Regions from separate parts of the Mus musculus genome. Here region 2 is linked to region 1. The links are chromatin contacts, called in public promoter capture Hi-C maps. All regions are on one chromosome and are shown on one strand. The core of a region is the stretch at or near the end of the contact, and the rest is flanking DNA. Distances in the headings are between cores, read along the strand shown. Region 1 holds the start of Actl6b (actin-like 6B). Region 2 holds the start of Zfp113 (zinc finger protein 113).

The links. Promoter capture Hi-C pulls out the DNA fragments that hold promoters and counts their contacts.
Region 2: a promoter capture Hi-C map of embryonic stem cells shows a contact between it and region 1. The contact joins the promoter of Zfp113 here to the promoter of Actl6b in region 1. A contact is called at or near these places in 4 of 39 promoter capture datasets (3T3-L1-derived adipocytes, embryonic stem cells, hippocampal neurons and 1 more).

What each region holds. Positions count from the first base shown.
Region 1 is chr5:137,551,417-137,555,178 of GRCm38.p6, forward strand. Actl6b (actin-like 6B) reads left to right here and starts at 2,130. Exons shown (of 14, transcript NM_031404.5): 1 at 2,130-2,243; 2 at 2,648-2,724; 3 at 3,097-3,262; 4 at 3,580-3,680. The coding sequence starts at 2,219.
Region 2 is chr5:138,153,974-138,157,735 of GRCm38.p6, forward strand. Zfp113 (zinc finger protein 113) reads right to left here and starts at 1,771. Exons shown (of 5, transcript NM_019747.4): 1 at 1,657-1,771.

The sequences.
Region 1 (3,762 bases), core at 880-3,379:
CCTATGTACACATAAGACACACTAGCACACATAAACACGTATGCCTGGATTCATGAGTCACCTAGAGTCTCTTGGCCACTCCAGACTATCAAAGACATTCCTTAACCTTTACTGTCAAAATTGCTATGTCAGTGATGCCAGGGACCCATAAGAACCTAGGGACCTTTCAGAAAATGGACTTTGTGTGCACGTGTGGTGTTCTGTATGTACACACACAAGTGTTCAGTTGCACGAACACATATATGTATGTGTGTATCAAGGACAGAGCTCAATGTCAAGTGTCTTTCCCAGTCATTCTTTACCTTATTTTTTGAGACAGGGTCTCTCACTGATCCCAGAGCACATGGTTTCTGTGCGACTGGGCAGCCAGCAAGCCCCAGGGATCCTCCTGTCTCTACCTCCCCCACCCTGCAGGTACCAGCTGCCACACTTGGACTTTACAGGAGAGCCTGGGCTCCAAACGAAGGTCCTTGTGCTTTCCCAGTTAGGCATCTCTTCCACATCTCTTTTCCCTACTGTAGTTATTGAGACAAGTTCTCTCTAAGTCCTGTGTAGCACAGACCACTTCAAACTTACTATCCTGCCATAGCCTTCAAAATGCTGGAAAGACAGTGTTTGCCACTACACTCAGCAAAGAACAGGACTTCCTGGTGACTGACTTTAGACCACAGGTGTCTGTGTAGAGACATGGATCAAGAAGGCTAGCTAGAATGCTGAGAGCAGGAGAAATAATCTTCCCCAGGGAAGAACAAATCAGTACAAAACGGTCATCCCTGAAATCTCACGGCTGGAAAGGTGGCTCAGTGGTTAAGAGCACTGGCTGCTCTCTTCCGGAGGCTTTGGGTTCGATTCCCAAAACACATGGTGGCTCACAACCATCTGTAATGAGATTCGATGCCCTCTTCTGGTGTGTCCGAAGACAAACAGCGACAGTGTGCTCGTGTACATAAAATAAATAAATCTTTAAGTATATATACATATATATTATAATCTCAAAATTTAGAAATAGTAAAAAAGAAGGCTTGCTAGGTTAGCCAGGTGACTATATGTTAGCCATGAGCACTCACATGTTTATTATATGTTATGTACAAAGTCAAGAAGGAAAAATGGCCATCAGAAAGATGAAGGAAAGGGGCTGGAGATGCGGTTCATGTCTAACATGCTGAAGGCCTGGGTTCCATCCCCTGACCCTCATAAACTGGGGTGTTGGCATAGGCTTTGTAATCTTAGTACCCAGGAAGTGAAGGTAAAGAGACCACAAGTTCAAAGCCATCCTCATATATATATTAGTTTGAGTTTGGGCTACATGAGACCCTGTCTTAAATAAAAGAAAAGCCAGTTGTGGGCTGGGCAGTGGTGGCGCACGCTTTTAGTCCCAGCACTTGGGAGGCAGAGGCAGGCAGATTTCTAAGTTCGAGGCCAGCCTAGTCTACAGAGTGATTACCAGGACAGCCAGGACTACACAGAGAAACCCTGTCTCGAAAAAAAGAAAGAAAAGAAAGAAAGAAAGAAGGAAGGAAGGAAGGAAGGAAGGAAGGAAGGAAGGAAGGAAGGAAGGAAGGAAGAAAAAGGAAAATCTAGTCGTGTGCTGTACTGGAGGCAGCGGCATGGAAATCTCTCTGAGTTTGAGACCATTCTGGTCAAATAAATAAATAAATAAATAAGCCCAGAGACAAAGGTAAAAAGACACAGGAAGAGATGGAGAGGCATACTCCTCTGGTCCCTCAGTCTTCTCATCTCCTCATTTCTGTGATTGCATTTAGACTGAATGCGGTAGACTCTGGCTCAGGAGTCTGAGGATGGACATCTCTGGTTGAGAGGAGACCCCTCCCTCACCTACGTAAAAATATGAATAAATAAAAAAGACCAAGAAACGAGGGTCCCATGTCATCAGAAGGTCCCATTCCATCCGTTGCCCTGTGGAGTCCTCGTCTCCATCTCTTTCCTCTTTTCTCTGTGTCCATAGTCTTTGCAATTGGACCCTCGCCTCCTCCCAACCTCGGAATGAAGAAGCGGCTGTACCTTTAAAGCAGCGGCCCCCAGCCGGGTTATTGTCTCGCTTCATAACCAATCGGCCGCGCCGTTGGGGGCAGGGGATCCAGTGTTCTGATTGGCCGCCGCTGCGCCCCGCCCCGCCCGGGATCCCGGGAGCTGTCCGGCCGCCTCGGTGCTGATCCCGCCGCCGCCCACGGGCCGCGAGCAGCGTAGAGAGGGCACTATGAGCGGGGGCGTCTACGGCGGAGGTGAGCCGGCCTGGGGCACTGGGCTCTCGGCCTGGTCTACAGCCCTGCATCCCGAACCCGCGCGTCCCAAGCCCTGAGCATCCCTGGGCCTGTCACCTCCGTACTGCATCAGGTCCAGTCTGAGGTTTGGGTCTCCCACTACTTCTGCTTTCCATTCTCTTGGGGTTCCCAAGTGTACACTGCCTCTCGGGCCCTGGACCTTTCTTTTCCCTGCCAGGCCGCTAGGCAAGAGGGAACTCTGGTGGCTTTGACCCTCTACTTCCAGAACGCCCTGAAGTCCAGGTGGATCTCCCACCCACTCCCCGCTGAAGTTTAAACTGTGGCTATAACCCCAGAATCCTCTCCAAGCTATATAGGGAGACAGTTTGGGAGAGGTCTCCTCACAAGCCTGTCTCCTTGCACAGATGAGGTGGGGGCGCTCGTCTTTGACATTGGCTCTTTCTCAGTCCGAGCTGGGTACGCTGGGGAGGACTGCCCCAAGGTGAGCCTTCCAGTCCCCTCCCCAAATCCCAGGGGCTCGGACACCCTCTGCCAGGCGGGTCGGCCTATGAACAAATGCGCACAGGTCAATTCAAGTAGCTCACCTGAGTGGAGACAGGGGAAGGACCCCGGGGGTGGCTGAGGGCCTTGAGTGCAATTGAACCAGGGACTAGCAGGGATGATCCAGCTGGGCAGGGTAGTGCGTTCCTTTAAATCCCATCACTCTGGACGCAGAGACATGCAGATCTCTGTAAGTTCAAGTCCAGCCTGGTCTACAGCGACAGTTCCAGGCCAGCCAGAGGTTCACAGTGAGAGCCTGTCTCCAAAAAAGAAGGGAATAATCTAGCTCCCTGCTCATGTTCCTTGTAACCAGGCTGACTTCCCCACCACTGTGGGGCTGCTGGCCGCAGAAGAGGGGGGCGGGCTGGAGCTGGAGGGGGAGAAAGAGAAGAAAGGGAAGATTTTCCACATCGACACCAATGCCCTGCACGTGCCTCGGGATGGAGCGGAGGTCATGTCGCCCCTCAAGAATGGCATGAGTAAGGGACCCTCACCCACTACTTTCTGAAACAGACTGGGAGCCCCACGCCCAGTGTGTGGCTGCCGATCTCCATACCCACAGAACCTTGCTTGCTGCTGCCCAAGTCCCAAGGGTCTCACTGTTCCCTACAACTGCTGGGATTTCAGACCAGTTCCCCTAGAATTCTGGAACTTAAGGGGGGTGGTGCTTGTAAGCAGAAGTTGGACTCACCTACCTTCAGACTTGGCCTCCCTCCTTCCTTTACTTCCTGTCTCTGATCCTTGCCTTCCTTCCCACCTTCCCATCTATCTCTCCACGCTGGTCCTCTGTCCCTAGTTGAGGACTGGGAGTGCTTCCGAGCCATCCTGGATCATACCTACAGCAAACATGTCAAGTCCGAGCCAAACCTGCACCCAGTACTCATGTCGGAGGCTCCGGTGAGTGCCTCATCCAGACCCACGTCCAGCCCTGAGTCCCTGGAGACACATCCTTTCTGCCATCACCTCTAATGTGGAGTCG
Region 2 (3,762 bases), core at 521-3,020, 600 kb after region 1:
TGCACGCCTTCGATCCCAGCACTTAGGCAGAGAAGTAGACAGATCAGAGTTTAAAGCCTGCCTAGTGTGCATAGAGAGTTCAAGGACAGCCAGGGCTACGGGGAGAGAGAGCTGTCTCGAAAACAACAAACTACAGAGTAAAACCATCCAGGTGTGGGCAGGGCCTTTCTCTTGCCCTGTTGATTTGGGGTTTTTTTTGGTTTTTTGGAGACAGGGTTTCTCTGTATAGCCCTGGCCGTCCTGGAACTCACTTTGTAGACCAGGATGGCCTCGAACTCAGAAATCTGCCTGCCTCTGCCTCCCGAGTGCTGGGATTAAAGACCACCTGGCTGTAAGCACAGGTCAAGAGAGGCTTCGCCTCCTGGATCCTTTCCTCTTTCTTTGGAGTAACTCACTATAGGATTAAGGTAGCGATGACTGGAAACTTAGCACCTTTTGTGCAGTTCTGAGGTTTTTGTTTGTTTGGTTTGGTCTTTCTTTATTGGGTAAGAATCAGGCTATAGCCCAGACTAGCTTGGAATTCACTGTATAGGACAAGTTGGCCTTGCTTCATTTGCCTCTGTGCTGGGATTAGATGTGAGCAAGCCAATTTGGCTAATTCCTGGAAATTCACATTAGGTCATTGTTTCTCAAACTTGTAGGTCGTGACCCCTTTGAAAGTTGAATGACTCTTTCACAGGGGTTACCTAAGACTATTGGAAAACACAGATATTTACATTACTGTTCTTATCAGTAGCAAAAAAAATACGGTTATGAAGTAGTGACAATAATAACTTTACGGTTGGGGGTCATCACATGAGAAACTGCATTAAAAGGTCATAGCATGAGGAAGGTTGAGAATTTCTGTTTTAGGTTCTACCAGTTCTGTATGATTAAGGGGTCAAAATGGGGAAATCGGGTTCAGTTTATGTCTAATATAGGTACTTAAGAAGTACGGAGGGTAAAGGAATGTGCTAGGAACTACCAGCAAAGACCATCACATACTGTCTTTTCAGTACACCCTAAGAGAGCTGAAATGGACTAAGGTTCTCTGTGTTCAACTAGGTTCTCAATGTTTTAGCCAGCTAATGCACTGGACATACTCGGCCACTTCTGCAGGGAGCCGGCCCCAGCATGTCCACGAAAAGGTATCAGTCAGTAAGCTTAAAAAAAAAAACAAAAAACAAAACAAAAAAACCCTATTCATAGCCATAGGACATGAGATCTTGGTGAGGTTACGGAGGACCCGAGTTCGCACCTCCTCCCAAGCCCTAGTTCTCACTGCGACCCAGAACTACTGTCTGGTTTTCCGATCCAATTAAGGAAAAACTTCCTTCTCCTGCCCTCACACAGAAATCGGTGTGCTGAGAGTACCAAGTTAGGGTGGCAATCTGTCATCAGTTGTTTTAAAGAGAGGGAGACCTCCGTAGCGACGCTAGGAATTTTAAACACTGGGGCTGGGGACGGTAAGAGACACAAAAGCAGACCCGGAGTCCCATTACGCGACACCCGGGATCACGCTGCGCGCCTGCAGCTAGGGTTGCGGAGCTGGACAGCGACTGCAGGAGGAAGGTGGGCCCAGAACCCCGGCGGGCCGCGGACGTGTGAACACCAACCCCCTTCCCCGGAGACCACAACTTCCACCTCACCGCGAGTCCGGGAGATGGCCCCACTCACCCTGGGGACAGGGACGTAAGACTTAGGGGGCCGGACACGAAACAGGTCCTGTTGGACCCTGTTACAGACCCACACAACGGAGAACAGAACAAAGAACGGAAACTGCCCCTCCCCATATCGTTTCCGGGTCGTCCTTTCTCACCACCCAGGACAACAAATGCCCACTTGCTCTCTCTAGGAAAATGGGAGGTCTTCATCTCTCGATGGTACGCTGATGGTGCTGTTCTCGATGGTGCTGGGAAACAAGGGCACCAGACTGCGCCACTTGCTGGCCAGGTTGGGAAGGGACGATGCGTAAGCTGAAGAAGTTGGAGGTCCAGGAAATTCAGGGCACAAGTTCTAGTGGCTCTGAGAGAGAGAGTACACCATCACCTCCATAGCAAGAGAGAGAGTACACCATCACCTCCATAGCAAATATATGAAACTTGAAGAATCCTTTAATATAAATGTGCACCATTGGCTGGTCGTGATGGCGCACGCCTTTAATCCCAGCGCTGGGGAAGCACAGTCAGGCAGATCTCTGTGAGGCCAGCCTGGCCTATGATACAAAACAAAACAAACAAACAAAAAAATAAATAAATAAAAGTGCACCATGGGTTTTGGTTTTTGTTTTGTTTTTCTGGTTTTTTTTTTTTTAAGATTTATTTTATTTATTATATGTAAGTACACTGTAGCTGTCTTCAGATACCAGAAGAGGGAGTCAGGTCTTGTTACAGATGGTTTTGAGCCACCATGTGGTTGCTGGGATTTGAACACAGGACCTCCGGAAGAGCAGTCAGTGCTCTTAACCACTGAGCCATGTCTCCAGCCCCCGTTTTTGTTTTTTTTTTTTTTTTGTTTTTTTGTTTTTTTTTTTTTACTCATCAATTTTTCTTTAATTATTTTGAACATTCTCACTAATTAAGAAAATATTTTATTTCAAAACTTCTTATAGTAGAAAAAAGGATTACCTTTTTAACATGATTTCTCCACTGCTTGATAAGTATAATAGTTATATTTTTAAAATTTGGAATTTATGTTGGTGCTAATGATATTATATCCAAAATAGCACCATGGGTTTTTTTTTAAAGCACTCAGCACTCAGTTTTTAAAAGATTTATTTTAACCAGGCAGTGGTGGTGCACGCCTTTAATCCCAGCACTTGGGAGACAGAGGCAGGTAGATTTCTGAGTTCGAGGCCAGGCTGGTCACAGAGTGAGTTCCAGACAGCCAGGGCTACATAGAGAAACCCTGTCTCAAAAAAAGCAAGACAAAAAATTATTTTAATAGATTTAATATTTATTTGAAGATTTAGTATTTTAATGAGTGTTTTTCTCCTGCATACACACACACATACACACACACCTGATTCAGATATAGGTCAGATGAAGCCATCACATCTTCTGGAACTGGAGTTACGGTAATGAGTGGCCATATGAGTGCATGGAATCTGGGTCCTCTGGAAGAGCAGCCAGTACTTTTTTTTTTTTTAAAGATTTACTTATTATTATTATTATATCTAAGTACACTGTAGCTGTCTTCAGATGCCCCAGAAGAGGGCGTCAGATCTCATTACAGATGGTTGTGAGCCACCATGTGGTTGCTGGGATTTGAACTCAGGATCTTCGAAAGAGCAGTCAGTGCTCTTAACCACTGAGCCATCTCTCCAGCCCACAGCTTTGCTTTTAGATTGCTTGACTAGCCTGGCTGAAGCCCTGGGTCCCCATCCCCAATGGTGCATAAACCAGACAATATGGTACAGTACTGTATTCCTAGCATTTGGGAGGTGGTGGCAGGAAGATCAAGGACTCAAGTTCGTTCTTCAGTACATACTGAGTTCAAAGCCAGCTTGGGCTACATGAGACACATAAGTGATTCTGCACTTACGAGCCTGACGTGGGGTACACATCTGTAATTGCAGTACTTTAGAGCCTGAAACAGAAAGATAGTCAAAAGTTTGAGGCCAGCCTCAATTGCACACTAAAACTCGGTCTCAAAACAAATGATAATAATTAACAAACACATATTTAAAATGAGCTTCCTATAAAGGCTCACATTTGGGGTTCAAGAGGTACCCTGAGACATATTGTGGTTTGGGGGTAAACAATTTATTTTAAGCATTATTAA